2 separate regions of the Rattus norvegicus genome follow, and region 2 is linked to region 1. Evidence: chromatin contacts called from public Hi-C data. All regions are on one chromosome and are shown on one strand. Each heading gives the region's core, a stretch centred on a gene start, on an enhancer-like site or on the middle of the called end of the contact. The rest is flanking DNA. Distances are from core to core; before and after follow the strand shown.

What was found. Hi-C and Micro-C count contacts between places; a contact is called where the count stands out from the background.
Region 2: a Hi-C map of liver shows a contact between it and region 1, with 5 times the contacts expected there. The contact joins the promoter of Lin7a here to the enhancer-like site in region 1. A contact is called at or near these places in 4 of 12 Hi-C or Micro-C datasets (the A7r5 cell line, kidney and liver).

The regions. Positions count from the first base shown.
Region 1 is chr7:44,256,538-44,259,509 of GRCr8, forward strand. The region is part of intron 5 of Acss3 (acyl-CoA synthetase short-chain family member 3); the gene reads right to left. Among named protein-coding and RNA genes, the nearest start is that of Acss3, 79 kb to the right of the region's middle. Within about 2 kb of position 1,539, at least 1 of the 93 cell types and tissues checked has an H3K27ac peak or open chromatin away from gene starts, as enhancers often do. A contact at or near this core is called in liver, where this site is marked.
Region 2 is chr7:44,472,039-44,475,010 of GRCr8, forward strand. Lin7a (lin-7 homolog A, crumbs cell polarity complex component) reads left to right here and starts at 1,530. Exons shown (of 6, transcript NM_001408921.1): 1 at 1,530-1,629. The coding sequence starts at 1,548.

The DNA of each region.
Region 1 (2,972 bases), core at 289-2,788:
TTGGCTCATTTGGACTGAGCCATTAAAGGCTGTTGGTTACCACTGACTGATGTCTCCATAAATATCAGAAGCCAGAAAACCATGGAGGAAGACAGGGATTATTAATGGCACTAATTATAAAAGAGGTCATAGTTTGATCTCCAGTTCACTGGGCTGGAAAGGACTGTATTCATTAGGAGAGTTACAAAAGAAGTTGATTCATCAGATACCAGAGGACTGGCATGGGCTTTGTGACAGTTAATGTCAATTGACAACTTGTCTACATTCTTCATTATCTAAGACACAAACTTCTGGGTAGGTCTGTGAAGGATTTTCTAGTTTAGACTAATTGAAATAGAATGAGCCAAGCTAAGAGTGCGTGTTTCTATTCCATGGACTATGGTCCTCGACTGTGTGATAAAGAGGGAATAAGTTCAGTGTACCCTGGAACTTTGTGGGAAATATAAAAGACATTTGTTTACAAAGTTATTTGTAGAGTATTGTCAAGGCAACAGGAAAATTATTTCCCAGAAAATCTGCACTGTGTTTGGATCTGCGATGACCTGACTCTGTGGTTCTTAGGCCTTTGGAACTGGTTTTCCAGGGAAAACGTTGGGCAGTCTGAAATACTGGTTAGGAAATCCCCCACAAATGTAACTTGATAAGCTAATGCCATCTGCTGGGAGTTTGGAAGGACAGGATGCCATGCTAAATTCACATGGCAGCAGCCTTATTCAAGAGGTTCCAAAAGCTATCAGAAACTGGGCTAGAGGTCACCTATGTTGTGTTCTGGGAGATAATCTGGTCGAATTCTACCTGTGCCGTGAGAACTTTATCGTGGCTCAATCCCAAAGTAAAGTTAATGTTTGGCAGAAGAAATCTCAAGACAGGTTCCCATTGGAGTTATGTCATATTTACTGACAATTGCTCATATCTACATTGAAAGAAATTGAAAGGATCAAGCAGAAAGAAGGAGACAGATGAGGGGGGGAGAGGGTGGGAGGGATTAAGGGATTGAGAGAGATGAAGCAGAAAGATACTTAAAAATATGTAATTGGTTAAGATAAACAGTATTAATGAATTCAAAGTTACAAACAAGTCATGCTCTAAAGCATTCATATTTGTTTAGTGTCATTCGAGAGAAATCAGCTGTTCTTCATGGATACAACAGAATCGGTCTCCTGTGGACACAATTCCACCCTTGCAAGGCTCCATTTTTGAAAATAGAAATCAATTTGAAGAGAGCCGAGACAGAGTATACCTATCAAAGACCCTAGGTCCAGTGAATATCAATGCAATCTTGGCTCAAGGGAGACAGACTCAACGCCTACAAGACAAAAAAATCTAGACAGTGCTACATACATGGTACTTGTTTACAGGAGTAAAAGATACAAGAGTGAGGGAAATATGAAATCATGGAATCATGCCAAGGTTCTACAAGGTCACTGCAACAAGGCAATATGAACCAGGGCTGTATTCTGTGCAAATTCCCAGGGTCACTGTGTAAAGCCCTGATGATGAAGTTCAAGTTGCAATGAAGATACAAAGATGTTGCAGATGCCAAGACCATGGAGAGGCTGCCAAGAAAAGCTGGTTACACAGAGTAGAGGTGGCCCAATGGATAGGCTATATGTGCTTCAGGTGGCAGAGCTGCAGGATTAAGCACTCAAGGTAATTCCTCCCAGGTGATTCCACCACAATCTCTAGGTGCCAGGCATGGAGCTACAGGATTTGGAATTTGTCCCCACCGGATTTCAATCTTTCTGTTTCCCTTTTCCTGGCTCTGTCCCCTTTCTTCTATATAGAATGGGACTATTGGTTCTGTGCACTGTATATAGGAACAATGAAACATGCTTTTATTTTTAATTTTATAGAAGCTCAAAATCAAGTAATTGTTCTGATCCCCGGAAGAGACTTAGTCTTTAGACTATTCAACAGTATTAGTATTACTAAATACTATAAGTTCTTTATGATGGACTGAATTTATTTTACACAATGACATGACCAGAAGCTTAAGGGCACAAGGAGTGAAGGTTAATGAGTGAAAAGTTGTCTATAGGGGAGCTGTGGTGATCGCTCTGTGGGGGAATTATTTGCTATGCAAGCATGAAGATCTGAGTTTAAATAGATAGAACTCATGGAAAGTTCTATTAAATAGTGTATGGCTGTAATCACAGTGTCCGACAGAAATGGGAGGTAGATATAAGAGAATCTAGATCAGGAAACAAGGGACATATTTCAGCAAAATGGATGACAAGAATCAATATCTTCAGTGCTCTTCTGACCACACATACCCAGTGGCAATGTACATGCCCCCCCTCTCAACACACACACACACAGACACACAGACACACAGACACACACACACACACACACACACACACACACACACACATATTCACTGTGGATATAACATAACTACCTGCCTCAAAATTTTGCTCTCTTGACCTCTCTATCATGATGGATAGTAGCCTTGAATTGTGTATTGGAGTATGTATTAAACTCTCTAAGCTTTATAGTTTATTTCTGTTTCATTTTCTGTCTTTTGGTTTGGGTTTTTGATGGCGGGGAATGAGGAATTTTGTGGTAGCAATAAGAAGACCCACTAAAATGGACCTTTGGGAACACCCATTCAGAACCTGCCCCACATGTGGCCCATACATATACAGTCACCCAATTAGATAAGATGGATGAAGCAAAGAAGTGCAGGCCGACAGGAACCGGATGTAGATCTCTCCTGAGAGACACAGCCAGAATACAGCAAATACATAGGCAAATGCCAGCAGCAAACCACTGAACTGAGAACAGGACCCCCGTTGAAGGAATCAGAGAAAGAACCGGAAGAGCTTAAAGGGGCTCGAGACCCTATATGAACAACAATGCCAAGCAACCAGAGCTTCCAGGGACTAAGCCACTTCCCAAAGACTATACATGGACTGACCCTGGGTTCCAACGTCATAGGTAGCAACGAACAGCCTAGTAAGAGCACCAGT
Region 2 (2,972 bases), core at 280-2,779, 220 kb after region 1:
ATTCATATATAAAATATATTATATATATTTCTAAATATATAAATGTATGCCACCCAGTCCATATGTTACTTGTATGTTTATGATCTTGGAGTATATTCTTTTCCATCAAAAGCTTAGAAATAGCCCAGACCTTGCAAATTAGGATCAGTTTCCTCCTATTACATGATCACGTTCCAACTGAATGAAGCTGTGAAGTGATTGACAGATGTAAAAACTGGGGATCTACAAGGGACTGAGAGTTTGTCAGATAATATGAGTGACGGAAAGTTGACTTTCATGATCAAAGTTCTTAAACCTAAAACTGTTAAAGATAAGTATAAGAAATACTACGTTCAGTGTGTCTCTAAGGATCTGTTGGATAGCTAGATGGCCAATCATCTTTGACTTTTCAATTACTGCTGAATATCTGCTTCCTTCCCTTCCCCTCTGGGTATCATTAACAGAACATAGCATTGGTCATAGTCACAGGGAAGGGCAGCATCCTTATCCCAGCCCTGTGCTCCCTCATCTCTGTTATGCCTAGAGGAGGCTTCTCCATGCTTCTTCATGATTTGATAAGGAAATGAGGCTTGGGGAAAATTTCATGGAAGTTGGGATAAAGGGCTCACAGTATCTAAGTCTTCGGGAACTGAAACATGATCGACTGGTTCTGAAACCAGGCCTTTAACGTTATCTACCTGTAATTCAGAGGGTGCAGAAAAAAAAAGAATCCCCAGGTTAAGATGTAGTAAATGGTACCAAACATCCGTGACTCAACTCCTCCCATCCCTGCTAATTAATCAATACATAACAGCTCTGAATGCACGTTTCTTCTAGATTAGCACGAGAGGGTCCCAGTTAAATATCATTCACTGACAGAAACTGTTGTTTTCATTTTTTATTTTAAAACCTTTTAAGGAAGTTTGCTTGTAAAGGCAAGTTATTTTCCTAGGCAATAAACCCAGCTTCTAAATAAACACTGACTTACAGAACCCTGGCCCTCCGGTACCCTTGTACTGTTGGGAGGGGACCTTCTAAACAAAAAGCTTCAACAGAAATTAACAGCAACTACAGTGATATATAGCCACATCTCCCATAACTAGTGGCGTTTCCCCTGGAAAGGGATGTGGAAAGGGAGGTTGAAAATGTTCTTAATCTGAAAAGAATTCTGTCCCCACCTCTCTCTACTGTCTCTCCCGCTTCCGTGTCCTCTTCCTCTGTGTTCGAGTGCATTCTGACCACTAAGCTTGGGTGGAAAGTTGAAAGACAGCAAACCTGCTACACCCAGCCAGGGCTCCCGATAGGTGGGCGAGCAAAGTTCTAGGGCTGAGCGTTCCTTTCTCAGCTCCTGGCCATGCAGGCGCTCGCGGATACCTGCCCTGCTTGGCGCGGCACTGAAGATTCGCCGCGGCGGAACAGTTGAATCTCCATCTGGCTACCAACCCACCCAAGCTTTCTTCTCCTCCATCACCACCTTCCTGCCTCCCCCTCCTCCCCCTCCTTTCCGTCTTCCCTCTCCACCCCCGCCCCCAATCTCCTCCTCTTTTTCTCACTACAAGCGGTTGCTGATGCTGAAGCCGAGCGTCACTTCGGCTCCCACGGCAGACATGGCGACATTGACAGTGGTCCAGCCGCTTACTCTGGACAGAGGTAAGGGAGCGGCTGGTCCGTCAGGCCACACAGTCCGCACGGTTTCGCCTTCCATTCTGCCCAGTCCCACAGGGAAGGCAGGATGCGCTCGGGCAGGGGCAGCTGGGGGAGGAGGATCAACCCAGGAGGGTTTCGCGCCCAGAACAGGACACTTTCTTCCCCTCTCTCCTCGCCTGGTCCCTGCCGCCCCTTCTTGCTGCGCTCGCCGGGGCGTGGGTGCTTGCCAGAGCTCGATGCTTCAGCTGCCAGTCTCAGTCCCTCTCCGGGTCGCCTCCGAGCCCCGGCTTTGTTGGAGAGGATGAGCAGGGACCGCTGAGCGCTAGTGACTGGAGGTTGGAGATGGGCACAGAAAGCCCTTCCAGCTAACGCTGCTAAGGGACCAGTGGGGAAGCCAACTGCCAACTGCCGGCGCGGGGACCCGGAGGGAGGAAGTTTGTCCCTGCGCTGGAAACGAGGGGTCTGTGCAGCTGCGGTGACAGGGAGATCGCCCCAAGGCGGCAGGGCGCTTGGATGGGTAGCTGGGTGCAAAGCCTCCGGGCTGCCGAGCCAGGGCCCTGCCCTCGGGCGAAAGGGCAGAGCAGAGCCGGGGCAACCTTCGCCGGCTCGGGGACATCGCATCCAAGAGCCCAGCCGGCTTGGCTCCGGCATGCGGTCCGGAGCTGCGGCTCGGGTCGCGGTACTCCCTCACCCTGCAGTTTCAGGGCGATAGCAACTCCTGTTTCCTGCTCCAGCAAACCTTGTTCTTCACCAGCCAAGTGCACCTCAGTGCCTGGGCTGCAGAAGGCGCGGAGACAAAGCGCAGGCTGGGTAACTGTTTAACTTCTAGCCTGTGACCTGTGCGTCCTACTCTTTGGTTGAATGGGAAACAGCGTTTGCTCAAACCTTCACAAACCTGGTTACCGGTTTCTCCTCTAGGATCCGGCCCTGCCTAGCGCACCGGAGTAGTACCTGGCTGTAAATGGGAGTTTCCTTTCTGCCTCACCGGGTCCAGTTACTAGGGCGCCAGAGTCCCAGCTCTGCAGAGAGAGGGCACCTCTAGCTCTGGGTCCGCAGCGGCGGGGCTTAGGACCCGGTGCAGCCATTTGAAAATGCTGTGCTCAGAAGAAAATGATTTAGTCCTTGTCCCTCTAAAATTTCTCTTTCTGGAGGATTAAACTAGAGGGCCCAGCAAGGCAAAAAGAGCATCCTACTGCGAGCACAGTGGCAAAGCTGGTAAACTGTGTTTCAGGTTCTTAATTTGGAGAGATCTCTGGTGACTTTAACTCAATCTGTTGGTGCCAGAACGGATATTATGCGGTGCCCATAGCAACCTTACTTAGGGTAAGAGTTGAACAATAATTGAT